2 separate regions of the Gossypium hirsutum genome follow, and region 1 is linked to region 2. Evidence: chromatin contacts called from public Hi-C data. All regions are on one chromosome and are shown on one strand. Each heading gives the region's core, a stretch centred on a gene start, on an enhancer-like site or on the middle of the called end of the contact. The rest is flanking DNA. Distances are from core to core; before and after follow the strand shown. Region 1 holds the start of LOC107954975. Region 2 overlaps LOC107954938 (a long non-coding RNA gene).

Evidence for each region. Hi-C and Micro-C count contacts between places; a contact is called where the count stands out from the background.
Region 1: a Hi-C map of leaf shows a contact between it and region 2, with 3 times the contacts expected there. The contact joins the promoter of LOC107954975 here to the enhancer-like site in region 2. A contact is called at or near these places in 20 of 34 Hi-C or Micro-C datasets (anther, callus, cotyledon and 6 more).

The regions. Positions count from the first base shown.
Region 1 is chrD07:52,443,212-52,446,931 of Gossypium_hirsutum_v2.1, forward strand. LOC107954975 reads left to right here and starts at 1,314. Exons shown (of 1, transcript XM_016890668.2): 1 at 1,314-3,074. The coding sequence starts at 2,243. The coding sequence ends at 2,938.
Region 2 is chrD07:52,370,591-52,374,066 of Gossypium_hirsutum_v2.1, forward strand. It overlaps LOC107954938 (a long non-coding RNA gene), which reads right to left. Exons shown (of 2, transcript XR_001699767.2): 2 at 3,200-3,476. Among protein-coding and RNA genes, the nearest start is that of LOC107954938, 4.0 kb to the right of the region's middle. Within about 2 kb of position 2,026, at least 3 of the 9 cell types and tissues checked have an H3K27ac peak or open chromatin away from gene starts, as enhancers often do. A contact at or near this core is called in hypocotyl and leaf, where this site is marked.

The DNA of each region.
Region 1 (3,720 bases), core at 64-2,563, 72 kb after region 2:
GCAAAATGGAGGTTGGATGATGAATAAAAATGTGACATTGTTTAACTTCATTTTCCGAGCCTTTAGAAAGTGGAAAGCCATAATTATAAGCCCGGCATGAGGTTAAAAAGGAGAAGCGCAAAGCTCCTAATTCATATCATCATAATCATGATTTGAACAAGTGTAGGGCATACCGCATGAACCCACGCATCTTTGATGAAACAAAACTAGAAAGATCTGCAAATATTTTACAATATAGTGTCATTTAGGGTGGAGCCGACGGCGTTGCAGTGCTTTAAGCGAGACACTAGGTGGTCCTGCTAAGGTTTTGGTAGGGTACGTAGAGGCATTTCCTTCGCCATGTATAGCCTTAAACCAAACTCTTCATTAATTTATCAGATGCAAATATTTTTAACTATATCACCCAAAAACTTGGTTCAAACCATGTTATCACCTTTTTAATACATGATGCTTAACAAAATTGAAGTTGAAGACAATTTCCCAGAGCTTGAAACATTTCAAGAGTGTCAATGGCACAATTATATTTGAGCTTCTTCCGAAGACTGTTCTTATTGTAATATGCTACTTGTTTCATCACTTCTTTTATGAGAATGAATAACGCATTTGCTTTAAAAAAAATCAGGAGAAGAAACTTGAAAGACTATAAGGCTAATGTTTAATTTGTTTCAATATTATATAGTTTCTTGGTATATATTTATAAGTGGGAAGTAGCTTTTCTCTTTTTCTTCTTTCTCTGGGGTATTTGGCAAATGGCTTGGAAAGAACTTTTTTTGCCCTACTAATTAAAGAAATTAGGGAAAAGAAAATGAAAAAAGAAAGGATTTCTTTTACTCATTTGCTTATAAATGATTTTATTATTTCAGCTACCCAAAGGAGCACTACAATTTGTCTGCAAATGGCTGACTTTGCCCTAAACCAAACACAACAGTAGCAGTGGTACTTAGCTAGTACTAATAAACAAAATAAAACTTTCAATAGGGGATAGTGGGAATCCTTTTGACTCAAACTGATCTGCTTGTTGTAATCCAGATTACATTTCAAGTACTTTGAACAGTTGAAGTTGTCAAATATACAGTGAATATTCATTCATTCTTCCTTTTATTTGCCTAGAGGGTCATTAAAGGCCCTCCTAAGCCCTAATTCAACTTTTCTTCTCCCTGATCTCTCTAGCCTTTTGATGAAGATTTTAACTGCAGTCTTGCAAATAAATATGGATTCTTTATTAATTACTTATAGTTTTTTTTTAATAACTGCATATAAAGTTTTGATGTCAAAGCTTGTTACTGCTAAAGTTTCAAAGGAAGAATCAACGGTCTTTTTTTTTTCTTCTTCTAAGAGATTTTTAGATAAAGCATTCATAAGAAAAAGCTGTGTCTCTAAATGCGATTGGTGGTTCAAAGATGAGGAATGCATTAATGGTGTTTCTTTTGTTTTTTCACTGTTGTAGTGAAGCTTCTGGTTTGGGTGTTCTGGTTTTAGATAATAGGGTTCTTGACTCTTGGGGTTGGCAGAAGAGAAATATTATAATAATACTCTTTGTTTTCACAACCCCTGAAATTGGAGGGAAAGTGCCATGTGGTGAGCTCAGATGTCTGCACATGGCTTCTCTCATTTCCAAGCTTTGAGACTGTAAATCAAATTATCAATACAGGGAAAACAAAGGGTTTTGTGGTTTCCAAGAGAATCAGTTGCAGTAGGGAAGACCACCTGATTTGTGTGTTTAATATATATAGTAAAGCAATTGGGAGGCCTTTGGGAATTGGTGATGAGTGAAGTGTGAATGAGAGAAACAGCCTAGAAATTTAGTCTTATTTTGCACAGTCCAAATTATGTAATCCAATAACATTTTTTTTTATATTCAACTTGCATATGCTTCCTCTTTTGCAAACCACTCCCTCTTTCCCTTGAGCAGATTGATATTACAGGCAAAACTGGCTACCTGGTTTTCCTTCTTTCCCTTTTGGGTACTACTATTTAGATGAACTGCTGATTCATACATCATCTCCTACTAAAACCCCTTCTTATTTTCCTGGGTTTTTTTTAATCTATGAAACCCCTTCCTTATTTTGGATATGTGTCTTCTTGCTTCTGCATATGCCCTTTATTCTGAAAACCTAAAACTAAGTTTACAAGTTCATCCATATATGCTCTTCTCTGATCTCACAGCCTGAAACCTTGCTTTTTTTTTTTCCTTGTATAGTTAACCTTAGTGATATATAAGAGCCTTTTTTTTTTCTAGTCCATGGAGTTGGGACATGATCAAATGGGTACTTGTTTGTTTCTCCTCAAAAACCCAGTGTCATGGGTTGTCGTTCTTGCCCCACTGATAACATCTGCTAGTTTTTTTATCTTTGGGTCCTTATCCATCTTCTTCACATCTACAGTGTTGATCTTGTCAACTGTTGTCTTCATATTATCTAAGAGGAAACTGAAGTTGGTGGTGGAATCAGTGGAAGAGGATATTCATAAATCTGTTGAGGAAAGCTCACCTCAAATACAGCCTGAAGGTGAACTTAATAAGCAAAACTCAAAAGATCAGGAAGGTGCTTCATATGATCATCAGATCCATGACTGCATAGCCAAATCACCAGATGTCCTGTCTGAAAAGGAATGCGTTAATGATGATCAGTTGCCAACCACTGAAGACTCCGAAGTGGACTGGTCGTTCCGGGATAACAGGGATGGAACCCCAGATTGGTCGGACGACGAGGATAGTCTCATTGAAATCTCCCTTCCAGGAGGACAATACCAGCCAAACAATAAGTACGGTAGTATGCAGCAGAAATTGCCGGAATTCATGCCGGAATCTATTTTCCAGCAACGGAGTTTAATGGAGCTTTTAGCAGAGTTGAACGACATGAATGAGGAGGAAAACCTGATAGAGATTGACATATCCATGGGCTCCATCAAGTATTCAAGGTTTGAGATTGAAGCTTAATTAAGATTACATTTCTATTTACCAAATGTTCCAAGTTTCTTCTTGTTCTTTTTTTTTTCTTTTTTGATCCATACGGATTTGGTGTAACTTTTACAAGTTTAGAAATCTAATATCCCAGCAATATTATATGCTGCCATGTCATGTGCTAATATTATTCAGAACTTTGGATACCCTCCGATAAAGAACTTGTGGTACTGCATCACCCTTAATGCTCATTAAAGTAATCAAAAGTAGACAGTTTGATGGAGCTTCCACTTGCACATTCTTTTCCCTTTTTTCTGGACATATATTTATCATCATCTGATCTGATCTTTGATCTTAAATCCCTGGAGACAAGTCAGCTGAAATAATGCCATCATTGGTCAGTACAGTGTCAAACTCAAACATTGTTTGGATTGATTATGAAAAAGGCTATGTATAATATATCTGAAGTTGCTTTATATATATATAATGTTTAGTTTTGATATGTCAACATTAATTAAATGAAGCCAGAAATGGCTTTGAGAGGGTTAAGTGTATGTGCTTGTTGATATAATCGTAGCTAGCTCTAGGTAGTGCCTGCTATGCTCTTGGACTTTAGTATATAATTATACAAGTGTTTTCATTATGTATATGCATATTTTATCTCAAGTATAGACTCTAATTTGTGAGGAAAAGATGGTATGACAACTGGATTTTATATTGTTTCTATTCTTTTTCAATAGAAGAATGACAAATAAGATTTTTTCACCTGATTTTTAGCATTTTTAGTTAGATTTGAACTTTTTTCAAGAGTAAAAACT
Region 2 (3,476 bases), core at 776-3,275:
AAATGATATATTCAAATTACTTTATTTTTTCCAAAACTATTTAAAATAATATAAAATATTACATTAATAAAATTAAAACTAAGAAACTACCCAAAAAAAACTAAGAAATAGATCATTTTAACTTTTATCAAATAATATAACTATATTTAATATTTATATTTAATAATTTAGTAAATGATTTTTTAATAAATTTATCAAACACCCGTAATTTAGAAAAGAAATCTGGGTTAAAAAATGTGTTAAAAAAAGTCTTATTAAAAAATATACGATTTAAAAATTTTAAGCATTTGGCATTATTATGAAAGAAGTTGAGTAAAAATATGAAATAATAAAAATATATGCTTGAAATAATAAATGTACAATAAAGACATTTTATATGCTAATGAAGCTTTGATATTGTAAGTTAAAACATAATTTTTATGTTTTTTGAGTACTTTCGTAATAAAAAAAAAATCTGTTAGATAGACTAAGGGCTCCTTTGGATGCCCAGTTACTACCAGTGCAGCACGTTTACCTTTGATTTTGGTGCAATCGCACCACGTATAGCTGTTTGGATAACATTCAAATTTGGCCAGTTAAAATCCTTCAACGCACTGGAGAGGAAATTTTAGACTGGAGTGTTAAACACCAGTAAACAAAAAGAAACGTCAGTGGGTAATATTTTTACCATTTTATTTTTCATATGAGTGTGAAAATAAGACATTTTAATATTTTAATGTTATAACTATTATTTAAATAAATACAAATATAATAATTTATAGGATAATAAATATAAATAAATAGAATATTAAAAGATACATTTTAATATTTTATTAAATGAATTTATAAATTCACATATTTTAATAATTTAAAAAAGTAAAATAATTTAAAAAACTTATATTATATATCAATTCTAATTTGATGTCCTTAATAGTCATTTCTTATTCTCATCTCACCGCTACAGCTGCGTTTGAATCCAAACACACACTCCACCATTGTTTCTAATCTCACCGCTACAGTATCCAATCTCACCGCTACAGTAATTAATCTCACCGCCACCGCTGTTTTTAATCTCACCGGAGGTAAACACACCACCCATCCAAACTAGCCCTAAACCAATAAGTAATACTATTATCAACTTGTGGCAAATTTAAGGGGGCCGGAGGGGACTCTGGTGCCCTCTAAAATGAAATATTTTTCATTTAGGTCATTTTATAGTTTATAAAATTTTAAATTAGTAATGATAAAATTGCACTTTCACCCACTCAAATATGACAAAATTTTAATTTAGTCCTTTAAAATTTATAAAGATATGGTTATTAAAATGATAAAATTATATTTTTACTATCGTAAAAATATATAATTTAATTTCGACCCCTTTAAAAAAATTTTTGGATTCACCCCTATTATCGACCTATATTGACTTTGAGTGCAAAAGTTTAAACAAACCAAAATAGAGTGAATAGGATGATAATAAAGGTCCAACATGAAATCTAATCACATGGATTTTGAGTGAAGAAAAAAAAAAGGGGGTGAGTAGGAAGGATGGGGAAAGGTTCATTCATCATAAATCATTGTCAGGAAGAAAGAGAGGGGGATGGATCTAAGTTTTCCTTTTGTTGGGGATATGTTTGCAGGACTAAACGTAGGTGTTTAAATATAGGGGTGGGCTATGTGGATCTACCTAAAGTGCTAAAAGCCTAAAACAAATCTTCTCATTTCAAAATAAAAATATATGCTTGTCTGCCATTCAGCTATAAGAAGGGGGTCTATGTTCAATTTCGGGTACTTTACTTACACATCTGTTAAAAGATATTTATTGCGGACTTGGTTAAACACAAATTCCCAATCTTTTAAACGTGTTAGAATTATGAGGTATAAATCAAATGATAACGATAATAATAATAAGAATAAGGCAATGTTTTGTTTTCATGATAAATTGCATTCCCCAATGGTACAAAATTTTCATTAGAGCACAAGAACAGCACACAAACCCAATCTAGTTTAAATAGAGTGTAAGCCCAGGAAGCTCAAAATAAGTCCAACACCACCCACACCTTAAAGAGAGAAAATATCAACACAATTTCAATTCCAAAAGATTTTTTTTATTTGTAGGTATTGGACTCTACCGATTTGGGTGAGAGCAAACTCGGAGTAACTCAGTTTGTTTGATTGTATCCTGTGTGTTGATTTGATCCTCTAAAGAATTAGAATTTACTTCTTAAGGTTTAATTTTCTATTATGGTTGGGGTTGAAAAGTGTTTATGAACAGTATGATAGAAAAGTAATATAGGAAAATGTGGTTTGAGTATTTTTCATAGCTGCCAAAAATTGTAGTGAGAAGTTAAAATGATTAATTAAACATGATGATGAAAAGTAAGTAATGGATTAATTTAAATGATATTTGAAAAAATAATATAGTGGAACATAACATAAAATAATTAAATACTTTTAAATAATTGATATAAATTACTTTTTAAATTTTAAATAAATATCAAAATTATATTTTACTAAAGTGTCGATTAATTTAAATAATATTTTAAAAAGTTAATATATTGGTGCATAACATAAAAAATTAAATTTTTTTAAATAATTAATATAAATTACTTTTAAAATAATTAACATAAAAATTCAATATTTTTAAATAATTAATATAAATATTTTAAAAATCATATTTTGCTAAAGTGTTGATTTTAAACTATGTAATAATCACTAGCTAAATAAACACTAGATTAAAAAGAAAACCAAGAGTAATTGAAGTTTTTATTGCTAATTATGTTCCATCACTGGAAAATTGAAGGAAAAACATAAGAATGAGATGAGAAAATTAGAGAAGTGGATGAGAAGAAATTGACAGTTTGCAACAGAATACACATGCCATTTTCCTTCCCTTTCTTGCTACCTATACTCACTAGAGGTGCTCATGGGCCGGACCCAGAAAAAATGTTCAGCCGATTGCTAAGTCCAGGCCGGCCCGGCCCGAAATATGAGCCTGAGATTTTGCCCAGACCCGACCCGTGGAGAAAATATGAAGCCCGGGCTCGGACCGGCCCGGCCTGTTTTGCTTTAAAATCTAGAATTTCTTTCGCATATCATATTCTTCTGGAACATTGGACCAATGCAGGTCCATTCAATTATTTCACAAGAACCACCACCACATTCCAATCTGTTAAAAATTCTCCAATAACAGATTTAGCCAAGTCACTAATTAGATCATGCATGAGAAAATAAGTACCCTTCCATCTCGATTGTTAAAAAACTGACCTCAATCTCAAATCTTTGAAGTAGCCATCCACAAATGAATGAGTTTTTCTATTTGAAATTCATAATGTTTAGGAAAATATGAACAATAAGCAAAGCAACGCTTTAAATAGGATGAAAGATGATAATAACTCAATTTGAATGCTGGAAGAATATTGCATGCATCATCAGGTAGGTCCCAAAAATTTCTATGTAATATTTTACACCGTTCATCAGCATCTAGTTTATAACGGAGA